Regions from separate parts of the Mus musculus genome. Here region 2 is linked to region 1. The links are chromatin contacts, called in public Hi-C maps. All regions are on one chromosome and are shown on one strand. The core of a region is the stretch at or near the end of the contact, and the rest is flanking DNA. Distances in the headings are between cores, read along the strand shown. Region 1 has its middle 45 kb from the start of Prdm11. Region 2 holds the start of Trp53i11 (transformation related protein 53 inducible protein 11).

The links. Hi-C and Micro-C count contacts between places; a contact is called where the count stands out from the background.
Region 2: a contact with region 1 is called in a Hi-C map of the N1E-115 cell line, with 5 times the contacts expected there. The contact joins the promoter of Trp53i11 here to the enhancer-like site in region 1. A contact is called at or near these places in 4 of 39 promoter capture datasets (the C10 cell line, cranial neural crest and pre-B cells), 2 of 15 datasets of contacts at CTCF or cohesin (embryonic stem cells and thymocytes), 28 of 484 Hi-C or Micro-C datasets (the CH12 cell line, the MPC-11 cell line, the N1E-115 cell line and 15 more), 24 of 115 datasets of contacts at active chromatin or transcription factors (the 230-238 cell line, the SCID.adh cell line, VIP interneurons and 18 more) and 3 of 9 other capture datasets (adipose tissue, liver and pancreatic islet).

The regions. Positions count from the first base shown.
Region 1 is chr2:93,089,367-93,093,906 of GRCm38.p6, reverse strand. No RefSeq gene overlaps it. Among named protein-coding and RNA genes, the nearest start is that of Prdm11, 45 kb to the right of the region's middle. Within about 2 kb of position 2,121, at least 14 of the 459 cell types and tissues checked have an H3K27ac peak or open chromatin away from gene starts, as enhancers often do. A contact at or near this core is called in the N1E-115 cell line and VIP interneurons, where this site is marked.
Region 2 is chr2:93,185,518-93,190,057 of GRCm38.p6, reverse strand. Trp53i11 (transformation related protein 53 inducible protein 11) reads right to left here and starts at 2,510. Exons shown (of 8, transcript NM_001025246.2): 1 at 2,311-2,510.

The DNA of each region.
Region 1 (4,540 bases), core at 872-3,371:
GAAGCCCTGCTACTTTTCCTGGCCCCTGCCAAACCCCATACCTGCTCTCTGCTCAAGGATTTGACCAAATCAGGTGCAGGGCAGAACCAGCCAGACTCGAATCTGTTGTGTCTACTTGAAGAAAAGTCCAGGTTGGACCAGATGGATTTATGGATGGAGGAAATGCAGAGACGAGGACACAGGAAGCCGAAGGTGGCATGTGATGCCCCACGTAGACACAAGTAGCTCAGGATGGATTCAGATATAGCCAGCTCAGAGGCCTTTAGCTGTACCTTGTGAGGCTTAGAGTGGAGGGATTTGAGGGCAACCCAAAGTCTCAGGAAAAAACAAACAACAAACAACAAACATTGATGCAGTGTCCAACTAGAAGCCACGCTGCAGAAGTCAGGTGACAGACAAGTGGCACCTCGGGTACAGGCCAATGTGCCTAGAACACCAGGAGGGGTCAGAACCTAGAGAGCTGGAGACAGGCAGCCCTCACTGGAGGAGGGAAAGGCACAGTGTGGGGAGGGTCAGAAGCTGATCAGCCTGTGGCTGCTACAGCCCAAGCAAGTAGAGGCTGGAGCGGGCAGGAAGGAAAACTGAGCCCAGTCCTGGACACAGAGAGGGTCTGTGCCATGGGAGGGGGTGCAGAAGGGAGAAGGGAGGGGAGGAGGGGAAAGGGGGGCTGGATATACTCATCCTGTGAAGTCTAGCTCAAGCCTCTGTTGAGAAGTCCTTGGTAACTTCACCAGGTAGAGCCTTTTCCTCCGGCTGTTCTCTTTGGCTAACTCTTTAATGGGGATTGAATGTTCTGTCCCCTGGGGAAGGGCCCTGAGGCTCAGGAAGTTAAGGAAACTTACTAGACCCAGGAAGCTCAGAAAGTGAACAAGATTCACAAGGCCTCTCCTTAAGGTTATAAGTGCAGTAACTGGGAAGGAGGGACTCTGCATGGGAGCTGCCTATGCACACGTAGGAAGGTCTGGGGATGCAGCTGTTGTGCTTCCCGTGCAAGGATGGGCTCTTTCGTGATGTAGTGCTCACATTTCCTGTAAGAAATCCTAGTGAACTCACTGCTCCACCAAGCTGGTCAAGAATGGATCGAGTCTTTGGCCTGTGGCCCGTTCCCTATATAGAGAGAACTAAAAACTCACACCCTTGCTCCTGGAGCCCTTCAGTCACTGGGGGCCTGCCTGACAAGGAGAATCACAGGGTGCTGGGCGGTGGCTCTGGACTATGCTCTCCTCTTGTCCTTTCTGTTGGCCAGGCTGGTCCAGCTAGGCCCCTTTCTGTGTCCCTGGAATGGGAACATCTCTCTCAATTTTGAGCACAGGTGCTCAGCTTAGGCACCAGGAGAGCTCAGAGTGGGCTGAGTGCCCTGTGGACCTGCCCTGCCCTGTGGACCTATCCTGTGGACCTGCCCTGTGGACTTGTCCTGCCCTGTGGACCTGCCCTATGACCTGCCCTGTGGACCTGTCCTGCCCTGTGGACCTGCCTGAGGACCTGCCCTGTGGACCTGTCCTGCCCTGTGGACCTGCCCTGTGACCTGCCCTGTGGACCTGCTCTATGGACCTACCGTCCTAACTGTTGCTCACGAGCCTGGCTCACTGCCAGGTATGAGAAGCTCAGAAAGCTCTCACCATCTACCCAAGACCAGAGTGGGCTCCAGATCTGCCTGCATGCCTCTCTTCGGATTCCAGCCCCTAGCCCTGCTGACCTGGCTGAAAGCAATCTAGTTTAGGAAGGCCAACTCTCTTCCTAGCCAGGATGGGAGCAGGCTGGAACTTACAGCTCAGAACCAGTGTGATTCAATAGTGTCTGGTTCCAGGCTTAGCAGTGATTTCCTCTGCACATAAAGCAGAGGTGAGAGGATGCTGTCCAGGGCTCATGAGGAGGCTCTTGTCCCTGTGTTTGAGGTGGGGCTGCAGAGAGTGGGCACCAGGGACAGCATGCAGTCAGCAGTCTGAGGCACGGAGAGGCTAATAACACACAATCACAGCGACACCCCATCTGAGGCCAGAGGGTGATTACAGCCCAATTATGCACAGAACAACTAATGACAGCTTGGCTCACAGGATGACAGCCCCCAGTGGGATTCTCAATGCCCCAGGCCCCAGGCCCAGGACTCTGCCAGTCAAGCTGCATCCCACAGTGGGTCCAGGAGGCTCCATTGCCTGCTGTGCTCTGGGGCCAGAGCCTCTGCAGCTGTGGAAACACTGGGAGCTGATGGTTGGAGGAGACCCAAGCTGGGACCTCATCCACTGCTATGCTCCACCAAGCAGCCGCTGCAGAGCCCGTCAGCCAGGCTCCCTGCAGCTCCAGGACCTTTTCTCATACCTAGGCACAGGAGGGGAGGGGAGGGGAGGGGGATAGGACCACCCTGTTTCAAGCAAAAGAGTACATCAGGGAATTTGTTTGGTCTGTGAATGTAACGACCCACAGAACAACCTGACCAGTCTCATTTAGAACAGAAGATAGGAGATGAGAGGTTACGTGATGTCCCCAAAGTCACACAGCTAGAGAGCTGACAGAGCCAGATTCAAACCCAGGCCTGTCTGAGCCGAAACTTAAATTCTCTTCACGGTCCCAGATGATTAGTGTTTTTAAAGACTATGGAGTTCCCTGGGGACCGAGAGGGAAACAAGGTCAAAGTGAATAACCCAACCCTTCCCGCAGGTCAGGTCTCAACCAGCTATGGGGAGGAGTGAGTACTGTGGCCAGAGTTGCCTCTGGCATTGGCACAGGGTGAGAGGCCAGATGTGGAGTTCTTCCATCCTTTCCTCTCAGGGGCAGGCCAGACTGTGTGAGCAGGAGTAGGGTAGACATGAAGAGGTCCTGCTCCTTTGGTTAAGAGGCCTTTTCTACCTTCCTACTGCTGGGTTTGGTGGACAGGGTCTTAGGACCTGTTGATAGGTCCCATTCTGCCGCGCCACACCCCCCCCCACCGACCCCAGCCATCTTCCCCACAGTGTGAGGCCGGTGTGCTCTTAGAAGCCACGCCAGGCTCGAGGCTGCTGGTTTGTCTGAGGTCTCAGAGGACATGGAAGGCTATGAAGACTCTGCATCCTTCCTGCTTGCTGGGGGCAGCTGGGCTGGAGAGAAGGAACTCGTATGCTGGACAGGTAGGATTGTCAAGGAGCAGCCACTTCTCCTACAGCCTGAAGCATTCTAGGAACTCCAGAAGGGAAATCAGGGGTTCAAATAGAGACACTGGGCTAGAAGAAGGCATCTTCTGCAGGGCCCCCTCAGCTCTTCTTCCAGGGAGAAGAGGTAGCAGAAAGTGAGACAAGTCAGTAAGGCTGAGGAAGGGTTCAGGGGACTGAGCTACTGGCCGGGTGTATGATTGGTCTGGGCTGGAAGAGGAAGAAGGTAGGAGGAAGAGAAGTGGGGGCTCTCTGGTTTTGGAAGGAGAGCTAACCTACCTTCCTTCCTTCCTTCCTTCCTTCCTTCCTGTCTTTTTTAGGACAGAGTCTCTGTCTCTGTCTCTGTCTCTGTCTCTGTCTCTGTCTGTCTCTCTCTCTCTCAACAGAGTTTCCTCTGTGTAGCTCAGGCTGTCCTTCAATTTACTCTGTAGACCAAGCTGGTCTCAAATTCAGAATTCTGCTTGCCCCTGCCTCCTGAATGCTAGGGATTAAAGGCATTGGCCACACTACCTGGCTGGAAGAAGTCATTTTAAAAGGACCTCAAGGGGAGACACACTCTCCACCAGTCACTGGATGCTGCTGAGATGCGTATCTGCCAGCAGCCAGGGCTACAGGATGCTGTTGGAACCGTGGACAAAACAAATTGCCTTAGCATTAGGAGGAGGAGCAAAAAGACCAACTGCCACTCTCTAATAGCAAGCTACCCCTCCCTGTTCCAAACATCCTACTCCTGCCTGCCAAGTCCAACAAGTGATGGGGGTATCAGGAGTGTGTCCCGGACCGGAGCAAACAGCTCACCACCAAGCGGCTGGGAGCTGGGACCCAAGATGCGCTTTCCAGAGCTGAGCCAGTAAAATTGGCAGTTTCTTCAGACAACAAGACCACTGTAGCCAGGCAGTGCTTGTAGCACCTTCAGCCAAGGGCTACAGTGTTTACACAACCAAGTGCACAATGTAAAAGCATTCTGTCTCCATTATGCAAATGACCAAATGCTGATTGGAGCAAAACCAACCATGACCCTCCTAGTTATCCCTGGAAAGCCTGGGATTATTAGTTTGAAAATGCGCACCACTTGTGCCTGAAATGCGGGATTTTTGGCCCATAACTGGCTATTCTAGAGTGCTGACTCAAAGTAACACACAGGTTTGCTACAGCACCCTGCCCTGAGGTTTTCCAGGTACCCGTCAGCACTTTCACTTTGTTCAAAGAAAGGAGCAAACTGGGTGTGGTGGTGCATATCTGTAATCACTGCACTCAAGAGGCAGAGCCAGAAGGATCACTGAAAGTTCAACACCAGCCTGGCTGGTAGAGTGAAACTTTGTCTCCAATACAAAAATAGAAAAAGAAAAGGAGGTGAAGGAAGGGGAGGAGGAGGAGGAGGAGGGAGGGAGCTAAGAGCTGAGAGCATGTTCAATGAA
Region 2 (4,540 bases), core at 1,261-3,760, 96 kb before region 1:
AGCACTTGGCCTGAGCGGCTGTCCTCCTGTCCCTGTCTACTGTGGCTGTGATAGGGACACAGAGAATGCTACTGGGGATGAGGCCTTCCCACCTGGATTCAGAACAAAATGGCACCCCGTGGCTGCCCCTCCTAACTGGGGGGGGGGGGCTGTAAGATGCTGGTTTACAGATCCTCTCTTAATATCACCTGTGAGATGTGGGGGTCCCCATCCTGTCTCACCAGTGCCTCCTGTCTCTTCCTCACCCCACTCCACAGGATCAGCGCAGTGCTGCGCCTCTGGCTCTTTGCACAGGCTATTCTGCAGGACCCAGAAAGCAGCACTGACCACTCCTTAAAAATGGCCTCAACACCCCAACACTCTCCATGTTCCCCTGACTCTGGCTTTCTTTCTGAGACGGGGTCTTCCTAAATAGTCCAAACTGGTCTGTAATTCAGACTCTTCCTGCCTCAGCCTTCTGGGTATTGAGAAAAAACGCCAAGGCACGGCATGTGGCCCAATCGACTTATGTATTATTTATTTATCTGATCTTGCTTAAGACACAGCACTATCTAGAGTCTTGACAGCTTCCACAGGTGTGCAGGGACCTGTGGGACCCGTGCTGGCCACTGCGACATCACTCTTCTGTGGCTCACTCACTGATACTTGGAGCAGTAAGTGAACACACAGAAAAGCCAAGAATAATTCGTGAAGACCCTGCCCCTAGCCGGCAGCCTCTGTCTCCAGCAGAGGGGGCTGTCACAAGTCCAGGCTGTGAGTTGAGGTGATAGGAGCGGCAGAGGTCCTGGACCCAGAAAAATCAAAGCCAGGAACAGCAAGTGAAGGCAGACATACCTGAGAGTCCAGAAGAAGAGAAGCTAAGGCAGAGGGCACCTAAGACACGAAGGCCAGAGGGGACTCTAGGAGAGCGCTCTGTCTGTACGAAGGTGACAACAGAAACCCGAAGTATATTCTGACTTTCCAAAGATCCTACAGGAAAATAGTATTTTTTTTAGCCTCGGACTGAGCCAGAGGCTGCCACTAAGGGGCGGGTGGTGTTCTTCCGGATTCTTCCAGGAGCCCACCAATCCCGCCGGCGGCAGGTGGCGGCCTTTCTCCAGGAGCCTCCAGACGGGAGACACAGCTGGGTGGGTGTCCCTGCAACCCAGGGACTTCTACACTCTCTCCAGGCCCCATCCAGAAAGTTTTTCTAAAAGAAACGAAACAGGAAGTCCGTGCTGGGGGACTTTGAGGAGGCCTTGGCCGTGTGCTTGTAAAGCTTTGGGTCAAAGTGGGAGTGGGTCCTGGGCCTATCCCTGCTCCTCCACCTCACAGGCAGGAGGAGAAGCCCGCTCCATCCAGGATGCAAGAAGGCGACGAAAGGGGAGCCGAAGCGAGCGGCTGGCCTCGCTGTGCCCCGAGGATGGTGCGCGTAATATTTTCTGCGCACTACACGGGACCCCAATCCATCCTGCGCCAGGCAATGGCGCTACACTTTACAGCTGTCTGCGCGGTTTGGGAGAGAGAGTCGCCCGGGTCCACCTGCAATACCCTCCTGACACCACCACCCCCGACTGGGGTCAGGCCCAAACACTTTTCTGCCCGCTCCTCTCCAGCAGGGACTCAGGAGTGTCGCCGGCTTTGCCCCTTCCCCCTCTGATCTATCTTCATCTCCGCGCCGAGGACACTCCCCCACTTTGTGAAGCGAGAGTCCGCGACTCCTCCAGTCCCCGGCACCCACACAAAAGGTCCGGCCAGACCACTGGACAGCGGGAACCCCTCCACCTTCTCCGCCCGCGTACCCGTGGGGGCGAGGACCCGGAAACTCGCAAGTTTACACCGCGCAATCCTCCCGCCGGGAAACAAAGGCGGGAGGAGGGGGGGCGGTGGCGAGAAAGGGGGAGGGGACCGAGAACCAAGCGCTGAAGACAGAGACCCCGGGATAAAAGAAACTGCTTTACTCTCCGCTCTCACTAGCTCCGAATCAAAGAGATAAAGCCCTGGAGGAGGCCGAGAGCGAAATAAACAGCCCCTGGGGAAGGAGGTGGCGGAGAAGAGAGCTGGGGGAGAAAGGGAAACCGAGTCAGTGCAAGGGGACAAACGAAAAGGACAGAGGACAGTGCCAGTAGGAGCTCAGCGGGGGTCTCGGGCGCCCGCCGCCCCGCAAGTGCCAAGCTGTCCTGGCGCCCGGCTGTCGTTCGCAGGGTGCTCGATGCCCCCAGCGGTCCCTAAGGCCCCCCGGCGTCCCCGGGCTGCGCTGCGCAGGCAGCGGCCAGCGCGGTGGCAACGGCGGTGAAGTGTGAGGCTAGCGGCTGCCGGCAGCAGACTTACGTTCCTGGCGCGCGGGGTGCTGCGCTCGCGGAGCTGGCGTGCCCTGCGGACGCTCCGGCCCGGGGAGTCTCACATCGCGGCGCCGCGCTAGGCAGGCAGGGCAGGGCAGGGCAGGGCAAGCTGGACTCCTGGCGCTGCTGGGCTCGCCCGAGTCTGGCGGCCCGCACTGGTCCCTCCTCTAGTGCCGCGCACAAGCCAATGGCGCGCCGTCCCCTCCCACGCGCTGGGCTGCCTCGCCCCCGAGGTGGCCGGGGCGGGCACAGAGGGGTTGGGGGGGAGACCCAGAGCTGAAACGGAGGGCCTACCGGGAGCCGCCTGCGGAGGGCGCACCCTCGCTTGGCTAGGGGGATCCCCGGACGGGGACAACCTGCCGCTGTGCCACCCAGGACTTTCTCGGAAGTTCTGAAGACAGCGCCCCTTTCTCCCGGACTGCAAACATACCCCTACGGGTTTATGAAACATCCATTCTCAGGCCTAGGCCGGTGTCTAGGGTGGAAGGAAGGCACCTGCTATGACTGTTAGGGTCCCCCACGGGTGAAACAACACGGTTAAAAGCAATTTACAATTCATCGTTTGCTAAACCACTTTCAAAAATAAAACCTTAGCGTTCCCAGCAGTCCAATAGGACTAGTCCCAGTTCACAAAACTTCGAGTCATTAATACATAGCCAAGGCCTTAAGATAATTGGTGAATGAGTGTTCTGTCACCCAGGTCACCCATCTCCCCAGTTTGGTGTGAATCCCAAATGACAAGAACTCTTACCCGCTGAGACTTCTACTGCAGTTGCTGTGCTATGTGCTGCGTGTGGCAAGGTTGGATCTTATCTGTGGCTTCAGAGTATTTGTTGGTGGAAGCAAACAGCTCATGCCAAGAGAGAGTCCCAGGTGAGTCTTGAGAAGTCTCTCAAACTAAAAAGACCAGCACCTACAACCTGTCCCATGCCTGGCTCTGGACTCCCTGAGAAACCCTTTATAGCAGTTGATTTTTGCCCAGGGCCCTGCTTCCTGCTGAAAGAAACCTCTGGATCTTGTCTTCTGGACTGATATAGTAAAGGCTTGAGGGAGGGTGGGGACTGAGAGAAGCAAGGTTGAAGGTAAAGAACTGGGGCAGAGATGGAGAGTAGCTGCCCCTCACTATAACTCAACTAGGTGTGCCTCTGGCTCCAGAGTTAAGTTTTGCTTTTCTGCTCCAGGCTACAGAACTAGAATACCTGGGTTCAAATCCTGGCTCTGTTGTTTAGCTTAGCCCTAGGCAAGCAAGTTTCCTAACCTCTCCAAGTCTTGCCTCCTTACCTACAAAGGGGTGTGACCTTATAGCAGGAAGTACCTTGTGGCTGTTGCTGAGATTCCAGTTACAGCTGCAGGCCATGTTAACCAAACCTGATCATGTGTGAGGTGCTAACATACCAGGTAGGCTCCATGGCCCTCCCAGTGGCTGGGGCTGGACAGGAGGGGCTGTGCCCTTTGCAAGGAAGTAAACAGAAGAGTGTCTGGTGCATAGCAAGTCAGCTCTCAGTGGCTGTTAGCCTCCTGATTACCAAGGCAACTAAACTCCCTTCCCACAGTGCCACCCGCTTTTGCTGAACACCTGGCTAGTGATGACCAGTAATGAATGAATCACTCAGCCGTCATGTCTGTAGCTCTGGATCAGGCCTGCCTGGAGGTGTGTGGAGTGAAGTGCACATCCAAGCCACCTGTCCCTGACCAGGAGCTTCATTGTGGCTTGCTTCAGAGTCTCACCTCAGGACAGTGATGGGATAATGGATTCTTTGTTGCACTATTGGCATGCAGGGCTCTGGGCTGTGTCACTGGAACAGTGTCATCCCTGAGCACCTCCCAGCTTAGAAACACCTCCCAGTGTTCTACCAGAAGCAGGACCTGAAGGCAGAATTCCAGAAGCAGTGCCTAATGGCAATGGCCCAAGGTTTCTCAAAGAAGAGGCTATGTTAGAAGTAATGATCTCACTTTCATTAGCAGCAAGCAAGTGGAACCAAACAGGGTCACCAGTGTTAGGACTTACACTTTCAGTGATGCTCGGTGTAGACAGAGCTATAAGCTCTGGGCATCTGTGTTCTGGAGATTCCATGCCTGTCTTATCAGGAAGTGAGAGCCCCATATGCTTTGCAAAGAAAGTGTCTTAGTTAGGGTTTAACTGCTGTGAACAGACACTATGATCAAGGCAACTCTTATAAGGACAACATTTAACTGGGACTGGCTTACAGGTTCAGTAT